2 separate regions of the Sus scrofa genome follow, and region 1 is linked to region 2. A link is a contact called in public HiChIP or PLAC-seq data. All regions are on one chromosome and are shown on one strand. The core of a region is the stretch at or near the end of the contact, and the rest is flanking DNA. Distances in the headings are between cores, read along the strand shown. Region 1 overlaps BORCS5 (a long non-coding RNA gene). Region 2 overlaps CREBL2 (cAMP-responsive element-binding protein-like 2).

Region 1 (6,754 bases), core at 636-3,135, 240 kb before region 2:
ACACTTGCTGTCCTTTGGGAGCTTATAGCTTTGGGAGTGATTTAGACAGGTAAATATAACTCATAGTGACATAGCCTGTGTAACACTGGTCATGTGCCCAAAAGACTAGGAAGGCCCAGAGGAGGGAATCATTCATTTGACCTTGGAATTTGGGGCCGGCTTCACAGAGGAAGTAACATTGAAGCTGAGCTTTCAGGGACGGATGGAAGGCAGCCACATGGAGAAGACAGGGCCAGGGAGGGTGTCCATGGCTGAAAATCTTCCATGTAGATAACAAGATAAAATTAAAAGATGCCAAATGAATTCTTGACCAAAACTACATCTGGGATATACTGTTTTAATTTTCTGTTCTTAGTCTAAATACCCAAATATATGCAGGTTAAATTCTGATTTTAATTTTAAGCCATATTAAACTCAACTTCTTGGAATAATTATCAGATAGTTTATGTACTGATCATTCATTCTTGTTTGTTTCTCTAAACTTTCAATTTGCGTTCTTTTACAAATTTAAACAAAATACACATGGTTTATTTTAGCTGGTATCCAAGGATATATCCCTTTAAGCAATAACATTTCCTGCCTGAGCTGGGCTTTTATGCCTGGAATATGACAGTGAAGATGAATGTACAGTATATATTTCCTTTTAAGGTTCTGGCTTGTAGTTTCTGCTAAGTGGCAGCCTAGAAACATTCTAAGACTGAATAGTATAAAATTTTGTTAGTCATTTTGAATTTTTCTACTTTTCCAAAAACCACATATAAAAATTCTTCTATTTTAAAACACAGTGGAAAAAAAATAAAACAAAGCACATTGGTATTTGAGACACATGTTTATTTAGGAAAGCCCAGATTTTAAAGATATTCCCAGAATTAAAAAAATTTCTTATCTCCCAGCCCCCAAATTTTAACTGATTATTAGACATTTATTTGATGCTAATTTAATCATATTTGGAACTGGTACTACATCAGCTTTCTCACTTCTGAGCACAGGTAGACATCACATGCTTTCTTAAAGCATGTAATGTTTCATATGTCTATTTATTCATTTAACCAAATTTGCTAAGTAAGGTCTTGCAGTTTATCAGATATTGTCAGTCTAGGGACACAAGAGCGAAAAACACCACTCTTTGCCTGAAGCGCTTACAGGCTAGTGATAAATTGTTGGCAGATAAATTGTGATTCAACAGGGTAATTGCTATAAATAAAGTATAACCCATCAGAGAACCTAAAGGATGGAAGAATTTATTCCGTCTGAAAGAGGCAGGAAACATTGACTGGAACAGCTTTAGAAGAATTTATATTTGTGGTCTTAATAATAATTATTTCCAAAACTTTAAATTATGAATAATAAAGCCACCTGGGGAATTTTTTTTTAATAGGGCAAAAAGACATTAAAACATTTTTTTCATTTTTTAAAGTTTTCTTGAGGTATAGTTGATTTACAGTGTTGTGATAATTTCTGCTGTACAACAAAGTTAAAACTTTTTTTTTTTTTTTTTGTCTTTTTAGGGTCATACCCACGGCATATGGAAGGTCCCAGGCTACGAGTCAAATCGGAGCTATAGCTGCCGGCCTACACCACAGGCGCAGCAACTTGGGATCCGAGCTGCGTCTGTGACCTACACCACAGCTCACAGCAACGCCAGGTCCTTAACCCACTGGAGCAAGCCCAGGGATCGAATTCGAGTCCTCATGGATGCTCATCGGGTTCACTAATCACTGAGCAACGACAGAAACTCCAAAACATTTTTAAAATGCTAGTGAATATCATAGTTCTTTCTCACATTTTGCTGCTTTTTTCCTAAGATGGCTTCCCTCTAGTGTAGTTCAATTTATAACAGTGCTGTGTTTTTGTTTTTAACACTTCTGCCACTAGATGTCACTAGACTAAAACAGTTGGTAAGCTGGAGGAAATTTGCTACAACCTTTGGCCATATTTGCAACGCCTTTGGTTAATTAAATTTACTCTGTACCACCTGGATTTCTCCTAAAACCGAGTCATGGCTTGCTTCGAGCACAAGCTGGTTGGAAAATATGTTCTGTGACACATTAAAACATGTCTGTGACACATTAAAACATGTTCTGTGACACATTAGTAATCTATAATTAGTTATTTTAGTGTTTATCAAGACAGAAAAGGAAAAATTGTACTGTCACAGGAAACTTTCAGTGACCTTAATTTTTTGGAGATAAACTCTGTTTTCAGTCTCACAGTACTCAAGGAAACATATATTACATCAAAATTCCTGAAGAGTTGGGGTTGTGTTTTAATCATCTCTAATTTCTCAGGGCCTGCCACAAAGCTTGGCACTTGGTAGGTATTCAGTAATGTTATTCAGCATTGCAGTAGTATATGAGGGTAGCTAGCATAGGAAAAAAAAAAGATAGGTCCCAAGTCTTCCTTTCGAAAAGTTTCATTTGGGAGACAAGAATCTAGAAAAACATATCCCCCAGCTCAGGGCATTGTGTATTTATTGGATGAGTCCTGCAAGTTGTTAAACTCTATGGGATTTCAGAGGATCAGTAATTGTTGGAAGCTAGGGGCAGTGATTAAAGGTGTCTTCAAGAAAGGGTTTTTAGAGATGAAAAGGGAGGGCAGGTACAAATGAAGAAAGCAATGAGCCAAGGTTCAAGGGTAAGAAGATGTGGGCAGTAAAGATTCAGAAGGATCGAGAACTCAAGGGCTTTGAAATTAAGCCTTATACTTGACTTAATATTTTTTTTGGGGGGGAGAGGACATTAAAGGATATTAGAGTGGGGGAATAATAATATGTTTGGTAATGCTTTGTAGTTTATAAAACATGAGCACTTGAAGAAAGGTGAGTTAAAGATGATTACTCTTTGATTTTAAAATGCTTCTGCTCTAAAGTTTTTAAAACGCACTTCTGGAGTTCCCTGGCGGCCTACTGGTTAAGGATTCAGCTGTTGTCATGGGTGTGGCTCGGGTTACTGCTGCAGCTCAGGTTTGATCCCAGGCCTGGAACTTCCGCTTGCCACGGGTGCAGCCAAAAATAGAATAAAATAAAGTGTGTTAAAAACACTTTCGTTTTAGGAGTTCCCGTCGTGGCGCAGTGGTTAACGAATCCGACTAGGAACCATGAGGTTTCGGGTTCGGTCCCTGCCCTTGCTCAGTGGGTTAACGATCCGGCGTTGCCGTGAGCTGTGGTGTAGGTTGCAGACGCGGCTCGGATCCTGCGTTGCTGTGCCTCTGGCGTAGGCTGGTGGCTACAGCTCCAATTCAACCCCTAGCCTGGGAACCTCCATATGCCGCGGGAGCGGCCCAAGAAATAGCAACAACAACAACAAAAGACAAAAAAAAAAAAAAAAAAACACTTCCGTTTTAAAAGAGGTGATACAGATGGAGGGCTCCACTTTGTGCCTTGTACTTAGTAAACTCTCAGTAAATGATTTTTGTTAATAATAATATTAAATCAGAAAAAATATTAAGGATAGTCTGCAAAGTAACTGACGACTGTTCTTCATAAGAGTCAAAGTTAGGAAGGACAAGGAGTGACTGAAGAATTGTGATAGGTTGGAGGAAACTAAGGAGACCTGTAATGTGGTCTTGGATTGAATCCTAGAAGAGGAAAGGGATGTTAATGGGGAAAATGGGAATTTGAATAAGGTGTATAGTTATATGATTGCATTATACCAATGTTAATTTTCTTGTTTTGATCACTATACTGTGGTTATGTACTATGTTAATATTAGGGGAAGCCGGTAAGGGGCAGGAACCCTATGCTTATGCAACTTTTCTTTTTTCGATTTTTAGGGCCACACTCTCAGCATATGGAAGTTTCTAGGCTAGGGGTTAAATCAGAGCTGCAGCTGCTGATCTACGCCACAGTCACAGCAACGTCAGATCCAAGCGGCATCTGTGACCTGTGCCACAGCTTGCTGCAACACCAGATCCCTAACCCACTGAGCAAGGCCAGGATCAAACCTACATCCTCATGGATACTATGTCAGCTTCTTCTTCTTCTTTTTTTAATTACTCAATGAATTGTATTAGATTTATAGTTGTACAACAATCATCACGACCAAATTTTATAGCGTTTCCATCCCAAACCCTCATTGCATCTCCCCACCCCCCAACCTGTCTCCTTTGGAAACCATAAGTTTTTCAAAGTCTGAGTCAGTATCTGTTCTGAGAAGAAGTTCATTGTGTCCGTTTTTTACATTCCATATGTAAGTGATAGCATTTGATATTGGTGTCTCTACTATGTCAGGTTCTTAACCCACTGACCCACAACGGGAACTCCTACGCAACTTTGTTAATGTTTCCAACAATGGCTTAGGAAAAGTTTGCAATTCCATATTTGAACTAAGTGTTCTACTGAGAGGTCCGATGTTAGAAGGTTTACAGTCTCCTACATTGTAGAATTTTTAGGTTGGACCATGTACTAGTATGGCTTTATGAGTTCCCTTGAAGACAAGGAAGTAGAACTCCTGAAAGCCCTGAGACCATCTTAACACCGCTAGACTTATTGTAGCTAATAGATAAATTTCCCCAGTGTCTTGGCCTTTGACTCTTCAACCTGTAATTTAATACACTCAGCCGCCTTTTCAGGAAGTTACAGTAATCTAATGAGGCTTCCCAGGGCTTTACCATCAACCCATATCCAGTATTTCAGTTTAAAAAATGATTTCTTAGAGAATTCTGTCTATGAGCCTTTCTTATACATTTCATTATCTTTACTCAGATTACCTGTGGGCCCAGAACAGTGGAGGAACAAATCCTGTTTGTAGAGGTGTTGGGTATAATCAAGTTCTAAAATCAGTGTAAGAATCTCATATATACGTATGGCCTTGGAAATTTTTTAAAAAGTGTCAATAAAGCATTCGTCCTGTATGAATGTTTAGAATGAAAGTTTTTGTGCACATACCTGGATATCAGACCTTTGTGACCTATCATAATTTAGGAATTAATTTGTAGTTTTTTTTTTTTCTTTTCTCTTGTGACTTGTTTGATATGAGGGAATACTGGATTCATAAAATCCATTGGGAAGTATTTCTTCTTTCCTGTAAGAGTTTGTGAAGGATTGGTATTATTTGATCTTTAAATATTTGATATGGTTCCCAGTGAAGCCACTGGGCCTAAGATTTTCTTTACTTGGTATAAGTCTATTGAGATTTTCTATTTCTCCTTGAGTCAATTTTGGTATTTTTTGTCTTTCATGTCCCTAATTTTATATTTTTTCATAATCCATTTTAATCCTTTAAATTTCTATGATGGCAATAGTGATGTTCTTCTTCCATTCCTGATTTTGATCATTTGAGTCTTTTCTCATTTTTTCTCGGTCATTCTGACTACAGATTTGTCAGTTTTGTTGATCTATTCAGTGAACCAAAATCACTGTCAAAGTGTCACTGATTTTTCTTCTTGTTTTCCTGTTTTCTATTTCATTGCTTTCTGCTCTCATCTTCATTATTTTCTTTTCTTCTGCTTGGTTTGGGTTTCATTTGCATTTCTCTTTCTGGTTTGTTGAGTTATGAGTTTAGTTGATTGATTTCACATCTTTTTTTCTGAAACGGGCATTTAAAAGCCAGAAACTTTCCTCTAAGCTCTGCTTTAGTCATCACTAAACCCAATGAAATTTAGAATTTCTCCTGTTATTTTTCTAGGAATTTTATAGTTTTGTGTTTTACATTTACGTCTTTGATCCATTTTGAGTTGCTGTTTGTGAATGGTGTAAGCCATGTGCACTTCTAAAGAGTATGTTCTCTCCAGCCATTGGCTCAAGTTGTTTGGGTTCAAGTCTTCTCTATCCTTATTGGTTTTAACTAAAAGAGTGAGTTACTAAATTTTAGTTTTACCAATTATTAAGAGAGAGTTACTAAGTTAATCACTGTTGTTGTTATTATTACCTTTCTGGCTGCACCTGTGGCATATGGAAGTTCCCCAGGCCAGGGATCAAACCCATGCCAGAGTAGTGACCTGAGCCGCTGCAGTGACAATGCAGGGTCCTTAACCTGCTGCAAGGTAATTCCCAATTATCTGTTACTGTTGAATTGTCTGTTGCTTCTTTCAATTCTGTCAGTTTTTCCTTCATTTGTTTTGAGGCTGTATTGTAAGGTGTGAATACATTTATCATTATTATATCTTTCTGATGTAATCACTCTAATATTATGAAAATTTTCCTTAATAATACTTTTTGTCCTAAAGATATTACTTTTGTCCTAAAGATAATAATATAGCCACTCTCTCTTATAGTTCTCTGCATAGTATATATCTTTTTTCTTCCTTTACTTTGAACTCATTTGTGTCTTTGAATCTAAGCTGTGTGTCTTATAAAAAGCGTATAGTTGGATCTTGCTGTTTTGTCCAGTGTGATTCCCAGATTCAACCCTTAGCCTGAATACCTCCATATGCCGTCGGTCCTAGCCAGATTCCCAGGCTAGGGATCTAATTGGAGCTGTTGCTGCAGGCCTATACTACAGCATAGCAACACCAGATCTGAGCTGCATCTGTGACCTACACCATAGCGCATGGCAACACCTTAACCCACTCAGCGAGGACAGGGATTGAACCCTCAACCTTCTGGTTCCTAGTCGGATTCATTTCCGCTGAGCCTCAATGGGAACTCCGTCTTTTCTACTATTATATATTACTATATATAAGACTTTAAAAAATAAATATGTTTATACTTATTATAAACATGTTTATATATATGTCATAAACACCCAAATGCAGTGTTTAAATGTTTATATCTTTCAAGGAAGTTAGAAGAAATGAGTAAAAACATATTTATGGA
Region 2 (6,798 bases), core at 2,572-5,071:
TTTCTCTAATGACGATGATGTTGAGCATTATTTCATATGCTTATTGGCCATTTGTATATCTTCTTTGGAGAAATCTCTGTTCAGGTACTTTGCCCTCATTCCTTTTTTGTTTTGGTTTTTTTTTTTTTTTTTTTTTTTTTTTTGCTTTTTAGGGCTGTACCTGCAGCATGTGTAAGTTCCCAGGCTAGGGGTGAATTGGAGCTGCAGCTGCTGGCCTATACCACAGCCACAGCAACACCAGATCCATGCTACGTCTATGATGTGATCTACACCACAGCTCATGGCAATGCCATATCCTTTAACCCAATGAGCAGGGCCAGGGATCAAACCCAAGTTGTCATGGATATTAGTCGGGTTCATTATCGCTGAGCCACAACAGGAACTCCACTTCCCTTCATATTAATTGGATTATTTATCTTTTTATTGTTGAGTTGTGAGAGTACTTTATGTATCTGGATCTAACTCCCTTGTCATAGATATGATTTACAAATATTTACAGATATTTTCTCCCATTCAGTGAATTGTCTTTTCACCTTGATGGTGTCCTTTGAAACAGAAAATTTTTAATTTTGTGAAGTCCAGTTTATTTTTTTTTTTGTTGCTTATGCTTGTGATGTCATATATATAAGAAACCATTGCTGGAGTTCTTGTCGTGGTGCAGTGGAAACGAATCTGACTAGGAACCACAAGGTTGCGGGTTTGATCCCTGGCCTCACTCAGTGGGTAAAGGGTCTGGCATTGCCGCGAGCTGTGGTGTAGGTCTCAGACATGGCTCTGATCCTGCCTTGCTGTGGCTCTGATTTGACCCCTAGCCTGGGAACCTCCATGTGCCACAGGTGTGGCCCTAAAAAGCAAAATAAATTAATTAAAAAAAAAGAAACCATTGCCTCATCCAAGGTCACAAAAATTTATTCTTATGTTTTCCTCTTAAGGGGTCTGTAGCTGTCTCTCTTTAATAAATTCAGCCTTTTATTCTGAGTTAATTTTTATATATAGCATGTTGTAGGAGTCCAACTTAATTCTCTGTGGCTATCCAGTTCTCCCAGCACCATTTATTGAGAAGACTATTTTTTCCCCAATTCTCTCTTGTTCTGGTACATTGTTGAAAATCAGTTGGGAAAAAAAAATCAGTTGACCATAAACATAAGGGTTTAATTCTGGATTCTCAATTATTTTCCATTGATCTTTATATCTGTTCTTGTGCCAGTATTACACTATCCTGATTACTGTAGCTTTCTAAAAAATTTTGAAATCAGAAGGTATGACCCCTCCACCTTTGTTCTTTTTCAAGATTGCATTGGCTATTTTGGTTCCATTATATTTCCATATGAATTTTAGGATTATCTTGTCAGTTTCTGCAAAAAGTTAGATGGAATTTTGATAGGGATTGTGTTGAATATGTAGCTCAATTTGGGGAGTATTGTCATTTTAATATTAAGTCTGCCAATTCATTAATTTGGAATATCTTTTTTTTTTTTTTTTTTTTTTTGTCTTTTGTTGTTGTTGTTGTTGCTATTTCTTGGGCCGCTCCCGCGGCATATGGAGGTTCCCAGGCTAGGGGTTGAATCGGAGCTGTAGCCACTGGCCTACGCCAGAGCCACAGCAACGCGGGATCCGAGCCGCGTCTGCAACCTACACCACAGCTCACGGCAACACCGGATCGTTAACCCACTGAGCAAGGGCAGGGACCGAACCCGCAACCTCATGGTTCCTAGTTGGATTCGTTAACCACTGCGCCACGATGGGAACTCCTGGAATATCTTTCTTTTATTAGATCTTCTTTAATTCCTTACAGTGATTTTTAATGGTTTTCAAGTGTTTAAGTTTTGTATTTGTTTTATTACATTTGTTCCTAAGTATTGTGTTCTTTTCTGTGCTCTCCTAAATGGAATGTTTTCATAATTTTGTTTTCAGCTTATTCATTGTGTATAGAAACACAACTGATTTTTATATATTGATCTTGTATTTGCAACCTTGCTTAACTCATTTATCAGCTCTAATAGTTTTTTCTGGATTCCTTAGAATTTTCTATGTATATGATCATATATATCATCCTTAAATAGAAATAGTTTTACTTTTTCCTTTCTAATCTGAATGCCTTCTCTTTCTTCTTCTTGCCTTCTTGCTGTGGCTAGAACTTCCAATACAATGTTGACAAGATCCTTCGTTTCTGACCTTTGGGGGGAAGCATTCAGTCTTTCACCTTTATGACATTTGCTGTGGATTTTTTTCATAGATGCCCTTTATCGGGGTGAAGAAGTTCCCTTCTATTCCTCATTTGGGTGTTTAATTTTCTTTTCTTATGGCAGCTTTGGTTTTGGTATCAGGCTGATAATTGGTTCATAGGATGAACTGGGAAATGTTCTTTCCTTTCTTGTCTTTTGAAAGAGTTTCTAAAGAATTAGTGTTAATTCTTCAAATGTTTGGAGAATTCTTCAAATGTTTGGAGTCACCTGGACCCTGACTTTCTCTATGAAAAAATTTTTAATTACTTTTCCAGTTTCTTTGTTATAGGTCCTTTTAGATTTTCTATTTCTTCTTGAGTCAGTCTTACTACTTTGTGACTTTCCAGAAATTTGTCAATTTCAACCACGTTATCTAGTTTTGGGGCATGTAATTTTTCATAGTATTCCCATATAACCATTTTTACTTTGGTGAAGTTAATAGTGATGACTTCTCTCTCAGTCTTGATTTTAGAGTTTTGAATGTTTTCTCTTGGTCAGTCTAGGTGAAAGTTTGTCAATTTTTTTGGTCTCTCAGAAGAACCAGGTGGTGTTTTTTTTTTTTTCCTGTTGTTTTTCTAGTCTCTGTTTCATTTATCTCTACTCTAATATTATTTCTTTCATCTACTTGCTTTGGGTTTAATTTGCTCTTTTTTCCCCTAGTTTCTTAAAGTAGAAAATTAGGTTATTGGTTTTAAAATATTACTTCTTTCTTTATTTAGATGTTTATAGCTCCTGGGCACTGCTTTAGCTTTATCTCATAAAGTTTTGGTATGTTTTCCTTTTCCTTCATCTTAAAGTATTTTTTAAATTTCCCTTATGAGCTCTTCTATGACTCATTGGTTATTTAGGAATGTCTTTTTTTTAATCTGTCATATTTATTAAATACTTATTGTGTACTAAGATAAAATATATGTGACCAAGTCCCTGGTGCTTACTTTCTGAAAATCATGATCTGTAGTTTTTAACTTATTTCAAAGGAGAAAGTGTTAAAAAAGTTAGCAGAAAAGTAGATTTTCATTCTTACTTGCTTATGATAAATAGACTTTAACATTTTTAATATCTAATGAAGACAGACTTAGTATTACAGAGGCCCTACTGAAATCTAACATCTCTAATATCCTACCTTTGTGAAGTACGTTCTCTGTGCAGGGCAAGACAAAATCAATGGCTGGCAGGTTTCTTTTCTTAGCAGTTGGGGTTAGGTGGACAGGCCTTGTGTTTCCCTTTGTACCTTTGGTCCCCAGCTCACAAGTGTGTTTTGGGGAGGAACAGGAGGTAACATGGATAGCCAATAAAGAGGTACATTGTTGTAAAAATAGCTGTTTAAAATTTCATATCGCTTTATGTCAGGAGAAATAAAATTAGAACAGAAAATAAATTTGGGGGTTATTTTCATAGTTTTCTTTGGAGTTTGTGTTGGTGCATAAAAATCAGTACTTTTCTTTAGCTACAATAATGTGCTTCCTCACAGAAGACATAGGAGAGCGGGGGGGGGGGGTGAAAAAGAAAATGTGGTTATTACCGAGTTTGTGAAAATTTTAAGAAACACTGGTAAGACTTAACTTGTGGCTCAGAGATCTTTAAGGAATTTGTGAGGTTGATTTCAGTTTTAGTTTCTGGTTCTTAATTTCTAATTAACTTCCCTTATCTGTCCCCCAGTCTTTATGGCTTATGAAATATATAAAATTCATTTGTTAGGACAACTTAGTATACTAAGCTACATTTGTATAATACTCTCTTTCTTTTTACAAAGTGCTTTCATACATTATTTTACCTAAGATTTACAGAAATGCTGTGATGTGCTTGACTCTTGGAAACCGGTACACTAATCAGATTTTAGCTAGCACCAGAAGCCAAAAATTCAGTTTATTACTGAGGAAATATTAAGCTAGAGTAGTGGTGGTTTTAAATGTAATTTTACAGATGACATAAAATGAAAGAGCCCTGGGTTGCCTTCCTACTTTAAAAAAAAAGTAATAAAACACTTCCAATTTAAGTATTTTGCTACCATGAAAACTAAACAAAGGGTTATAACTTTTATTTGATTTTTATGACTATGCTAGGTTTGTATAAAAAAATCAATGAAATCTTTGAAGTACACTGTGTCCTCTCACTGGCTTCTGAAAGGCAGCCATTCCTGAATTCCATTCCTGAATTAATTAAAAGCAGCAGTATATGAGATATTAGATTATAGCAGGGTGTGATTGATGACTCATTTTAATGCCTAAAGAATAGATGTGATTACTGTTTATTTCACTATAGACATGAGTTTAGACATGACTGTACTTGAAGCAGCGCAGTCACACACAGATTGCTAGGGATGGAATTGTTTGCCAAAGAAATTTCTGGCCTTTCCCTTTCCACATAAGGTTTTTTTGAAGAAAGGAACTGGGACAAGAGATCTGTCATGTAGTTAAGGTGACAAGAAATCTTATTAAATTTCAGTCTGGTTTGACAGTTGCTTGTCCTTACGATTTTTTGAAAGTGGAATTTAGTTTCACAAAAACTATGTGGAAACCAAGCCAGAGATAAGGATTCTTCCCTGATGCAGGTTAGGTAAATATAGTGCTTCTTAAAAACTACGTCAGTAGCAAATACACTTTATTCTAATGTAGGGTGATTTCAAAATATTTTATTACAATTTTACAGTTGATGTAATGTAAGGATAATTTAAAATTTAGTCCATGGTAATATTTGGTCCACTAGTCATCCTACAATTGCTAATTATATATTCGACTCTGAAGAAAAGTTTCTTGAGGTGTATATTATTATTTGGGGGGGAAATGTGATGATGCAGAATAGGAAAGCTTTAAAATACCAGTTTTTGAAAAGTTGCAACTAATTTGGGAATAGTACTCAAGTAGCTAGCGTTTAAGATGGTGGTGTAAAGAAAAGATATTTTCTCAGAGCCTCAGAGTATTCGATCTCATTTCAGAACCCCCTTAAAATGCTAGATGCAGTAGCTAGCCATCATATTGTGACACAGGCTTTGGTAAATATAGCTAGTTCCCATTTGAAGTTTGGCTTTCCTGACCTAACTATCATACTGCATAATGATCTGATCTTTATATGGTACCGGGTACTGTTGGTGTATGGTATTAATAGTGATTTCAAACAAACAGATCAGAGTTTTTCTATATCCAAATAAATATTGATCCTTTTAGTTTTATTACCTGTGAGGCTTCTATGTTTATTCCAGTGACTTGCCAGTATTTGAGTTTTGCATCTTCTCTTTTAATTGCCTTTAAAGACTCAGCATTATTCTTTTCAGTATACTGAAGTTAATGACATTTTTATTCTCTGAGAGTAATTTTCAGAAAGAACTAGACATCATTCAGAACCTCATCAGATAAAGTGGACAATTAGGTTGTTTGGGAATTTAAAGAATAATGTATCACTAGAAAGTAATGTGGCACATTGTGTTGTGGCTTGTAAGAAACTGGCTCCAAAAGCAGCTTCCAAGAAAGCTTGTTCATTGGAAAAAGGTACCCCTTTCAAGATGACTCCTTTAAAGGAAATTCATTTGATGTATAAGTTCAGGTTCATTTATTTTAAAATTCATTATCTTTATCTCAAAATTACATCTTGTATAAGCACTTGAGGACATTCCAAAGCTAAACAATGAAGAAGATCAAATTACTCTGCCAGTCACCAAAAACTTGTGCCTATACAGGTAAATAAATAACAAGGATATTGAGAGGATGTTTCTGATACAAATGGGAGCAGTTAGAAATCTCCCGAGACAGTCTAGGGTTATAATTATAGACTTTGAAAGGCAGGAGAGAATTATCCTGCGGATTTCAGGGACTTCCTGTATGTTCCTTTGGGCTCAGCAAATTTGAAGAGGGAATCAATAGCCAAATTTCTTAGGATATGGATTTATTTATTTATATATGTACACAGTTTTATATATAAATTTATACTTTTCTAATGGTAAATATTTAACAATTATAAAATTACACATTAGAAAAAAGCTATTTATCATCACACTTAACAGAGAAATCCTCACTGACCTTTTGTTGACATCCTTTCTTCTAAGTGTTGTTTTATGATTGAGATCATACTGAACTTACGATTCCAAATATTGATTTTTTTTACTTATTTTCTTAAGTCAATAAAAATTCTTTGTGAACAAATATTTAGTGGCAATCTTTTAGTTTTTTATTATCCAGCTACATATGGTTCATAAAGTTTACTATTAAGCTATGTAAAGGTTATTATTAGAAAAAGTTTATTATTTAAAGAAATAATGAAAACTTATATTATTGCTTCTCTCACATTCATGGTATCAGAAGTAGCAGGAGAGGAGTTCCTGTCATGGCTCAGTGGTTAATGAATCCAACTAGAAACCATGAGGTTTTGGGTTCGATCCCTGGCCTTGCTCAGTGGGTTAAGGATCTGGCGTTGCCATGAGCTGTGGTGTAGATCATAGACGTAGCTCGGATCCCAAGTTGCTGTGGCTGTGGGCCGGCAGCTACAGCTCCAACTGAACCCCTAGCCTGGGAACCTCCATATGCCGCGGGTGCGGCCCTAAAAAGACAAAAAGAAAAAGTATCAGGGAAAAAAATAGGAA

Evidence for each region. HiChIP or PLAC-seq counts read pairs in DNA pulled down with a chosen protein or histone mark.
Region 1: an H3K27ac HiChIP or PLAC-seq map of alveolar macrophages shows a contact between it and region 2. The contact joins two enhancer-like sites. A contact is called at or near these places in 3 of 47 Hi-C or Micro-C datasets (brain, embryonic fibroblasts and mesenteric adipose tissue) and 1 of 2 datasets of contacts at active chromatin or transcription factors (alveolar macrophages).

What each region holds. Positions count from the first base shown.
Region 1 is chr5:60,048,147-60,054,900 of Sscrofa11.1, reverse strand. The region is part of intron 2 of BORCS5 (a long non-coding RNA gene); the gene reads left to right. Among named protein-coding and RNA genes, the nearest start is that of BORCS5, 21 kb to the left of the region's middle. Within about 2 kb of position 1,885, at least 9 of the 83 cell types and tissues checked have an H3K27ac peak or open chromatin away from gene starts, as enhancers often do. A contact at or near this core is called in alveolar macrophages, where this site is marked.
Region 2 is chr5:59,812,269-59,819,066 of Sscrofa11.1, reverse strand. The region is part of intron 1 of CREBL2 (cAMP-responsive element-binding protein-like 2); the gene reads left to right. Among named protein-coding and RNA genes, the nearest start is that of CREBL2, 16 kb to the left of the region's middle. Within about 2 kb of position 3,821, at least 2 of the 83 cell types and tissues checked have an H3K27ac peak or open chromatin away from gene starts, as enhancers often do. A contact at or near this core is called in alveolar macrophages, where this site is marked.